Regions from separate parts of the Gossypium hirsutum genome. Here region 1 is linked to region 2. A link is a contact called in public Hi-C data. All regions are on one chromosome and are shown on one strand. The core of a region is the stretch at or near the end of the contact, and the rest is flanking DNA. Distances in the headings are between cores, read along the strand shown.

The links. A called contact is a pair of places that touch in the nucleus more often than the background predicts.
Region 1: a Hi-C map of leaf shows a contact between it and region 2, with 2.0 times the contacts expected there. The contact joins the promoter of LOC107948599 here to the promoter of LOC107899490 in region 2. A contact is called at or near these places in 2 of 34 Hi-C or Micro-C datasets (callus and leaf).

What each region holds. Positions count from the first base shown.
Region 1 is chrA04:65,221,290-65,226,661 of Gossypium_hirsutum_v2.1, forward strand. It overlaps LOC107948599 (ACT domain-containing protein ACR10), which reads right to left and starts at 2,257. Exons shown (of 6, transcript XM_016883213.2): 1 at 1,874-2,257; 2 at 1,395-1,613; 3 at 1,196-1,301; 4 at 668-1,004; 5 at 189-473. The coding sequence starts at 2,027.
Region 2 is chrA04:64,939,099-64,944,650 of Gossypium_hirsutum_v2.1, forward strand. It overlaps LOC107899490 (aquaporin TIP1-1), which reads left to right and starts at 2,944. Exons shown (of 2, transcript NM_001326874.1): 1 at 2,944-3,373; 2 at 3,488-4,155. The coding sequence starts at 2,990. The coding sequence ends at 3,859.

The DNA.
Region 1 (5,372 bases), core at 1,007-3,506, 280 kb after region 2:
TTCGGACAGACAGGAACAGCGAAGAGGAATAATCAAGAAAAGCACATATTGCAGAAAAGATGTGTAAAACTTACAGCCACATTATATCAACTCTAATGCAGTGTTAAGTTCAAACTCCCAATGAAGCAAGCTAGTTTTTAAGCAACAAAAATACAGAAAGCATATCAGGGAGAGAGTTGAGGAAGTACCGAGAAGATGCAAGTATTAAGCATCTTTAGAGCAAGGGTAATGTCATAAAAAACAAGAGGCCGGCCCTTGCTTGATAACTCTACGGGATTTGCAACTAGAAGCTCAGTGTCAGGACCCCGGCTCACTACAGTTACTCTTAGTGGTTGGAGCAGTTCCATTTTCAGACGCGACGACAATGCAGTTTGCTTGCTAGGATCAACTATCTTCTTCCCATCGGATTGCATTATAAACAAGTCAATCTCACACTTTCTTCCTTGTTTTATATAGAAGCGTCCATATGAAATCTAGTCACATAACGAAACTGAGGCATTAACAGGGTGGAACTAGTTTTCAGGCTAAGCACGATTCCCTTCCCAATTGAAAATTTAAAAAGTAAAACGGAGCTTCCGCAGTTTGGAAAGGATTCAAGCCAATTATGATAGACAGATGCACATCATAATACTGAACATTGACAATAAAATTTGGAAAAACAATCTACCTGAATGTTGTAATCCTTTAGAGTTCGCGTTATGTCGTATAAAAGACCTTTATGATCTTGACAAACAATCTGAACAAGCGTGTGAGCAAGACTGAGTGAGTTGTCCATCGTGACACAAACATTGTTGGAAGTAAGTGATACACTTGGGAGGTCATTGGACATCTCTAAGTTGAAAATATCATCAGTTATTGCAGACGGAAGATATGGAGATGCTTGAGAACATGCCGTAATTTCTGGTCCAACCTTTTCAATGTTAAAGCTAATCACAGCTTCCTGCATAACATCTTCCAATGCTTTATAAGTCTCCTCTTGCCTATTTTTTGTATGTAATAATTCCCTGAAAAAAAAAATCATAATATTACCAAAGGATATGACTCAAGGTAGAGATGCAAGAGGCCTTAGCGTATCAGGGTTACCACGAGCAGTAATATCATTTAGACATACACATATGTAGTTTGAATAGAAGGCAAATACATGCTGTTTTTTAACAACTGATCCTGGCTAACAAACATAACACATAAACTGAACCTGGTGTCTGTGATGAAGAAAAGGTCCACCACTGTTCCATCAGGAGTTGTTGATACCTTCACTTTCTGTATATTGAGTTCAAGACTAGAGAGAACTTGTGTCACATCTGCCAAACCAAAACATCTAAAATTCATTCACTGATCAAAGTTTTTAACCACATTTTAGAGCTCAAAATCTTGAAAAAGGAAAAAGTGATTACCATGCAGAAGGCCTTTTCTATCAACACAACAAAGCTTGATGAGAAAGACATCAGGAGGCTTAGGAGACTGCAACTCAGAACGGTAATAAGAAATTCCAGAAGCAGAAGAGCAAGAAGGGCAAGCCTGAACTAGTCTTTTCTTCAACAATTCCCACCTTGTCGCTGGCTTACAAACCACCCAAAATACTATATAACACCATTTCCCATCCGTAGATACATCTTCACAAAACAAATCCCCCCAACATAATCATTAATTAATTTTCTTTCTTTTTTTTTAAAACATATATATATATCATAAAGAAGTCTAAACCATGTGACCAAAACTTAAGTCCAAATGATCAAACTTTTGATATACTTCCCAAATGCTCATCATTAAAACCAAAATCAAAACCAAGTTTTTAAAAAAGTAATGGAAAAAGTGGGGAAAAACATGCAAGCTTGGTTTAAAAGAACAAGGGGAGGGGGGGATTTGGAATTACCTCCTCGGACAATGCTAAGACCAAAAAAGAGCAAGATGCGGCATAAATCAGAGCCTAAACCAGTTTTATCAGGGCAGTTAACAGTGATAAGAGAGGGGTCTCCTTCTTTCTCCGACGGCCTTATAATCACAACGTCGTCATGTAGAATACCCATAGTAGTAGTATAACTTGAATGGTTGAAGAAACAGTGAAGAAGTTGGTTTTGATTAGGAATTGATTTGATATATTCTTTGGGTTTTGGTTCAATGAGAAGTTGCAGTGCTTGTTTGAGTAGTAGCGTTGTGGAGAGACAGACAGACAAAACATAAAAAGCAAAGCAAAGCAAAGCAGAGAGAGAGAGAGAGAGAGAGAGGGAAAGTTACTGCTTTGCGTTTCTTGGCTTGTGGTTCACTTGTAGGAGGAGGAGTTGTTTAGCAGTCAATTTTTCTTTCTTTCTTTTCTCGTTTTTACCGTTGGTCTCAAAATCTCGGCAACTACTCCATCCTCATCTCTAACCAATTATGTGAAGCGAATTCAAATTACATTTGAGGATATAAATACCATTAATCTGATAAGTTGGATCCTTTAAACAGTTAATTTCAAACATATAAATAAATAATTTTTAGCATTTCTTGAAATAAAAACTCAATATATCACGATAAAACGACGATATATGTTAATTTACCTTTTTCACTGGGTAAGGTAGTTAGCATGTTACGTCACTCGATGGTAAATCACCTGTACCGCACATAGGCCATCAGCCGCCATCACGTGTCCTTTACTTAAGTTGTGTTTTAATGGTCACGTGACCTTGGATTGCTCTATGACCGAGACCTCGGGAAACTTTTGCCTGTTGGATGGCTGTCCATCGGGCTTCCTTGTATTAATCAATATTTAACTTCTCCCATTTTAGATCTTGGATCCCACTCATATATGTTGCCTTTCCTTCCCTATTTTAGATTTAACTTTTTCTTTAACTATTAAAGTAATTAATTTTATTTATTTTAGGTTACATTTTAATTTTTTACTTTAATGTATTATAATATTTTAGTCATTAAATTATTAATTATAATTAATGATATAACGGTAAATTGACATAACACATTAAATATTCATTACAAACAAAAAATTTAAATTAAATTATATAATTGATATCCATATTTTTTTTTATTTTATGCAATTTAATAATTTTTTATGTTTTTTTTTAACTTTTTTTTTTATTCTCTTCTAATTCTCTCTCTATTTTCTTTCTTTCTTCATCTCTTTTAACATATTTTTTTATATTTTTTATTTGTTAAAACTTTTTTTATTAACAGACAAAACTCACTTGCAATGAATTATTAAGTAAATACGGTTGAAATAGTAATCGAGAGAAAATATCAAATTACTTGAGAAATTTTAGCATAATTATTTTTTAAATCTTAATTTTAATAAAAATAGATAAAAAAAATTTATCACATGTCTTATGGATGAATGGTGAAATTACAAAAATGATGACATTAAAATTAATTATTGTAGTAAATTAAGGGTACAAGATGTGTTTGGACTAAAATGTAATAATGAATGTAAAAAGTAAAAAAAAATACTATTAAAAATATAATATTAAAATAAGTTTGCATATAGATTAAAAACATATTTGATTTAAATAATAAATATAAATTAAATTATAGTATATAGTACTATATGGATAGGTGTCTAATTAAATGTGCATAATGTATATATGGTTATATGTATATATTATGAATTTGTATTGTTGTGTTGGCATTAAATATAGGATAGGAAACTTATTCAATTTTTTTAAAGATTTATTTTTCTCGAAATTTTAATTTTTTAAATATATAAATAGTTTATCCTAATTGTAAATTTTTAAAGTTTATATAAATAATAGCATAAATAAATTTTAGGATAGGTTTAATTTAATACTTGGCCCTCAAATTATGGTTTTTGTTTGAGTTAGGTACCTAAACTGTATTTCGTAACTAATATTGGCCCGTATGTTATACCCGTTTTAAAAAAAACTTTCGGCCAGTAAAAAATTGACACATCATTAAAATGTTATTTCCTTTTATTATAGTTGAAAAATAAAATAAGGGTAAAATTTGCTAGTAATCACCCAACTATTAGTAAATTTCTTTTTTAGTCACCCAACAATGAAAAGTTACAAAATGGTCACCAACAATTCAATTTTATCTTTTTTGGTCACCAATAGGCTAACATGGGAGCTTTTAAAATTAGCATGATAACAATTTTAACCTTCAACATTTATACATTATGTCAATTAAGTCTTGATTCTAAACAAACACATTGTAATTTGGTCATATTTGGAGTTTTGCTTTTTTTTTTCTTGACATTTTTGCCTAAAAAGCTAAAAAAACAAATTTATCATCTACATTTGATTGAAAATATACAAAAATGGAAACACCCAAAAATCCAAAACAATAAATTTTATATTTTTTCATTTTTTTTAAAAATTAACCCTCAATGTCACAAAGAAAAGTAAATTTGCAAAAAAAAAATTACACAATGTGTAAATATTGAGAGTTGGCAAAATGACCGAGGAGGATTGATGCGAGTCTCAATGCCTAATTTCAATGTCAAAAGCCAAGCAAATCATACCTAGATTCGATCAAAGACAATAGGTGAGGTCTTTTCGAGAAAAGGGGGAATGATACATGCATGGAATAAGTGAAATTTATTAAAGTCAATTCAACCAAACTATCAATTTTCAAGTTGAAAAGATTAGTCAAATTGCGACGAATTTTTGGATGAGATCTAGCTATCTATAGGCTTAGATGTCTGAATAGAGTTGAAGAGCTATCTCTTAGCTTCAAAACACACTTTGAAGTACTTGATTTTGAGTTTCAGAACTCAAGTTATAACCCTTTTAGTGAAGTCTGCGCAAGTAGAATTTCTAGATGGGAATATTACAAAAATTACAAGTTTTGGGCTTTTTAGTCGAGTTTAAATCATATTGGGTTTGAATTTCAAGCTTAATTTTTTTATATACGAGCCTAATATTGTATTTATTAAGTTTTATTATTTATTTATTCCGAATTTTGGATAACTTTTAAATATTTTAAGTTATTTAGGAGTTTTATGTCAATAAGAAAGTTTAGTTTAAAACTACTTCTTTAGGTTAATTAGAGTTTTAGTATACTTAAGAATTTTATTTGGATTTACTTAATTAGCCTATATAAATGACTCTTCATTGTACACAATTATTCAACAAGCAATTAATTCATTATTCCCTTTGAATTAATAAAATTCTCTTTAAATTTTCTTTTTAAGAATTTCTCTTGAGTTTTATTTTAAAAGAATTTTAACAATCTTTTCAGATTGTGAGGATCATCTTCAAGCTTTTTCTTGTCAAGTTTTTTTATGGAGGAGAAATTAGAGTCGTTTGAAGGGGATTGTGGATTCATTGGGTTTCCAAAGCTCCTTAGGACTTCTATGCGCCATCTTCATCTTCTTCCATCTATTTTCTTTGTTTTCTTCTTTATCCTATTTTTTTCTTGTTTAA
Region 2 (5,552 bases), core at 1,694-4,193:
GGTGATGGGCGAAGATCCCGGTGGAAAGGAGGGTAGGGGTCATGCCATGCCATGCCATGAGGGTGGGTCGGTACAGCTGGCGGTGGAGTCAAAGGGGGTGGGGCGGTTTTGTTACTTATTGTGGGCATGATGCCCAACCAATCACCATTGCCAGCCTGGTTTCTAACATGCTCTAATCTCCTCTTTCCTTTCTGTTTTTCATATTTGTGAACAATTTCATTTTTAAAAAGAATTATTAGAAAATAAACTAGTATAGTATGCATCAGTTGGATCAATTTTTTCATATTGAGAACAAGTCCTTTTCAAAAAAAAAAGAATTAAATTAAATTGCAATATTTATCTACTTTTGGCTTTTCTATCTCAGCTTTTATAATAATAAAAAAGTGCAGTAATGATGACCCAAATAAATGCTCATTCCATAAGAGAGTAGTAGAGGTTTCCAGCTTTCTACAATGATAAAATATAATATTTCAAATTTACCGACAAAAAGCTGTAAAATCTTGTTTCTATTTAAATAAAAATGGGTGGTGGATAAGAAGAACACATGAGGAAAGAGAGTTAGTTGAACTTCCATAATTGTCAATCATAATAAGTACCAAAGAGAAGCTTAATTTAATCAGAGTTATTCAAGCATTTCATGTGCTTTCTCTTTAGGGTAAGGAAGCTCACTACCCCTACCTTATCAACTATTCTTTTTTATTATTATTTACACATCCACCTTTATCCATACTGAATTTAGATTTTTACCATTCACACTATTCATCTTTTCTTGCACTAAATTAGAAAATCATATACTCCACCCAACAACTAAATTTGCTTTATTATATATAAACAATGGTTTGGATATACTTTTATTTAAGTTTTATTATATACAGTTAATGTCGAATATATTCTAGTTGTTAATTTGTTCGTGTTTTATAATGTTCATTTGAATTAGATATATGTCATGCATTACAAAATTTCTATTCTAATCTCTGCTCTTGTTGCCCATCTACGAAAGAGACAATTAGGGTATGAAACTTAAAACTATAGATTTCTTTTTTATGAAATTAATGAAAAATTCAATTAAAGAATCTCTCAAGAAAAGAAAAAAAATCCGTGGCTTAGCTGTCTCATTCACTAAACATTTTAGGGTTGGCTTACTTGGGGGGACCTCTCCATTACTTAAATCACTAAAATTGCCATTCAAGTTTTCAAGTTTTACCAACCATTTGATTTTACACAATTAGCATTATATAAAATATTATCATTAGCTAATGTCATGTGGAATATGCTGAGCATAACCAAATTCAAGATCCTTTTTTCTCAGAAAATTTTATTTGAATTAGGTTTTATTTTTTTTTAAAAAAATACAATTCTTATAGTAAATTTAAGGACAAATTATGGTATTAGTCCCTATAATTTACAAAAGTTGTAGATTTAGTTCCTGTATGTTTATTTGATTAATTTTAGTCCATGTACTTTTCAAATTTTGAAATTTTAGTCCTGGCCCAAACAATAGAAATTAAATTTGTTTGGTTGAATTCAATTACTAATTATGTAATATGCATACAGTTATAGATTGAGTCAATTTTCTCCAAGTGGACCATTCTAAGTCCTTATACTATTTCAAAATTTGAAATTTTATACTTTATATGAATGACAATCATTAATCCGTTAATTTGGGGTTTTAGTGAGTAATATTTAAAAATAATACACTAATATAGCATTTTACATATTATAATATATTTGGCGCATCAAAATTTAAAAATAGTAGAATTATACTTAATGAAATTAACAATTACTATTTGGTGAGATTAAAATTTGGGAAATAAAAAAAATAAAAATAAGCAAATAAAAGTATAAAGATTAAGTAAATAATATTTGAAAAGTATGAAGGAGTAAAGGAAGAATCTAAAAAAGTGAATTTGCATTATGAATAAAGGGGCCGGGTGTCTTTTTGGATGGGGCCATGTCTAGCTATAATTTGCAATTGAAAGGTTTGAAGATGATTTATTTCAAATTAATAATGGACTAACAATAAACCCTTTTGTGTAATGATAATTAGGCTAATGTTAAAGGTTCACATCATAGTTACTGATGATGAGAAGAGAGTAAATGCATGTGTTATTAGAGGTTGTTATGATAATGAGAAAATTGAAGGTTTTTTTTTTTTCATAAAAGTATATAAGGTGACGTAGTATGGACTAAATATATGATTGAAGTTGCTTGTGATGAATACTACATTTTTGGATAATGAATACTTCAACTTCACTTAATTATTGCCATTAAATGTTGCAATTTCTTTTGATTAAATTTTAAGAAAAACTTCTCTTCACACCATTTCATTTGTAATTAGTTTTGATGTAAAACTATAATTTGACTCAAACTTGTTAAATCTCATCATAGCATTAAAAATCATTCCTATCCAGACTACAAAACGTGAACAAACTTTTCACGTTCTTCCCATTCTTTTCCTCCTACATATTTTTAATCTTCACCACACCCAATATCTCTCAGCCGCCGGATCCCACACTCAGTAGTCCCTTAGTCTACGTGTCCAAATCATATTGTTTCATGGCAGTCTATCCCATTAGTTTGTGAATTATCCTTCTATTTTTTAAAAATGTTTCCATCTTTCGAGAGGGAGCCGAGAAAGCAAACAAAATATCGGCTAAACGCCGCACATTTTCATGGATCTTATCCTACATGAACACGTGGCAATCATTCATCCACCTCACATCACTCCCTCTTCGCTGTCTTAACGGGGATGACCGGTTCATCCCGTTTCCCAAAATTACATAAATAATGATATCACAGCCTGTCCACCAATCTCCATCCAAGATAGTACACCCGTCCCCAGATTATTCCACCGGTAACGGATGAATCCCGGTCACCATGGACCAAAGCTTTCAAATATAAGTAAGAGGTAGAGCCGAGAAGTGGAGACCAGACTAGACCAGTACTCACTCAACATTCCCATTTCCAATCTCCAGCTCCCAAGGTAAATATGCCGATCAGAAACATAGCAGTTGGCCGGCCCGAAGAGGCGACTCACCCCGATGCTCTCAAGGCAGCTTTGGCTGAGTTCATCTCAACCTTGATCTTCGTTTTCGCTGGATCGGGCTCAGGAATGGCTTTTAACAAGTTGACCGACAACGGAGCAACAACCCCGGCCGGTCTCGTAGCCGCCGCTCTAGCTCATGGCTTCGGTCTTTTCGTCGCTGTCTCCGTTGGCGCCAACATCTCAGGTGGCCACGTCAACCCCGCCGTCACCTTCGGTGCTTTCGTTGGCGGGAACATCACTCTCTTGCGCGGCATTCTTTACTGGATCGCCCAACTCCTAGGCTCAACCGTCGCTTGCCTGTTGCTTAAGTTCGCTACCGGCGACCTGGTAACATCACCATTTCCCTCCAAAATACTCCGTTACAAAATCAGTTATTTCCGTTATTGCACAGTGTCTTATTTTATTTATTAATTTGGCGGGTTTTGTTACGGTGCTTCGCAGGCTGTACCAGCTTTTGGATTGTCATCAGGTGTGGGCGTGTCTAACGCATTGGTTTTCGAAATCGTGATGACCTTCGGATTGGTGTACACAGTGTACGCCACAGCCGTTGATCCCAAAAAGGGAAGCTTGGGAACAATCGCACCATTGGCAATTGGTTTCATCGTGGGGGCCAACATTTTGGCAGGAGGTGCCTTCGATGGAGCCTCAATGAACCCAGCTGTTTCATTCGGACCAGCCTTGGTTAGCTGGACATGGGACAACCACTGGATCTACTGGGTCGGACCCCTTATCGGTGGTGGGCTCGCTGGTCTCATCTACGAGTTCATCTTCATCAGCAACACCCACGAGCAGCTCCCAACCACCGATTATTAAGCCTAATCAGGGTTTAATTGATTTGTCTGTCACTTTGAAACCGGATTTTCTCCGATCACATTTGAGTCTCCTATCTCTTTCCTTGTATTTTGTGTTTAATTTGTGGCCGTCGATCTTGTTTACTTTTTTGTTTTTTTTCATTCCCATCCTCTATCATGATCATCATGAATGGCAGATGTTTACAATTGCATGCCCTGAAAAAATGGTATATGAGTGACTCACTGTAATTCTTTTTTCTTATATTATTGAAAACCAGCGTCAGGGCTGTAAATGTGACTTCTCTCTTTACCTCTTCCTTGTTTCTATCATGTGCATTTCCTATTCACTTTTACCTTTTCTTAAGTAAGATTGTACAGGTGGCATGTTTCATTTAGACAGAATATTTAAAATAATGGAAAAAAAGACATAATAATATATCTAACACTAACCCTAACTCTTTATCCATTTTTAAATAAATTTAGTAATTTTATACGTATAATGATAAATTTAATCATTATTTTTAATAAAAATTAAATTATTTTTATTGAAAAAAATATTGATTAAAATGTTATTTTTAACAATATTAGAATGACAACTTACAAGATGATCCATATATATTTTATGTTGACATGATATTATTTACTTTATATATCATGTTAACAAATAATTTAAATTTTACAAAAAAAATTCAAAAAGTTTAAATAATTTATTAAAAAGTTCATAAATATTAAAAAAAATGAAGTACACAAGATTGTCCCATGTTTAAAAATTTAATGTTTTAATTAGTATTTTTTTTAAATATGATTCAATTCTTTTTGAAAGGTTGATGGCCAAATTTAACCCATTTTTAAAGATAAAAGGTCAAATTTAACTTAAAAAGGAATAAGAGCTAAAATTGATAACATATGTAAACATTGAGGGTTAAATTTATCATTATATCATTTCAATTTCATAAGTAAATTTTAAATATAGCCTTTTAAGTGTTTTATTTATCATTTATTTTTTTTTACTACATACTAAAAAGTGTGTAATGTGAAAAATGCATTCATATAAATACATATATAAATAAACAAATCCAATCATTTTTTATGTTGTATAAGTATAGTTGTTTACGCATATAATAAGCAAACTTAAAATGATTTTACATGAATAACAATATTACTACTTTTTGAAATTTGAGTTGAAATTAAATTTTTATATGGATATAATTATATAAAATAAAAAATAATTCATCAAATTAAATATTAAATTAAAAAGTTGGTATAAACATTAATAATAATTATTTTAATAAAAATAAAAGTTAAATTCTTAATCCTTGCATAAGGACAGAGTTAAGGTGCTGGTAGAGACTCAGCTCCCCCTAAAGTAGAAAATCTCTTTTGATTTTTTTATAATTTATAAAATTTTAAATTAAGAATAATAAAATTATACTTTAATTCTTAAATATAATAAAAATAATTTGATATTTTAAAAATCATAAGAATATAAACTATTTAAAATAATAATAAGTACATTTTTATTATCCTAAAAATATACAAATGATCCCTGAAAAAATATTTCAGAATTCACCCTGCCCTGCCCGACGAGATTGATCAAGTCCCTTAAACCTAAACAAAAATGATTTGAGGTACGAGTGTAAAAGAAATGGTGGTAGAGTGGCTGAGTACAAGTGAAGTCCATAGAGAGATTCTTTGCCGTTCAATGATGGGGATAA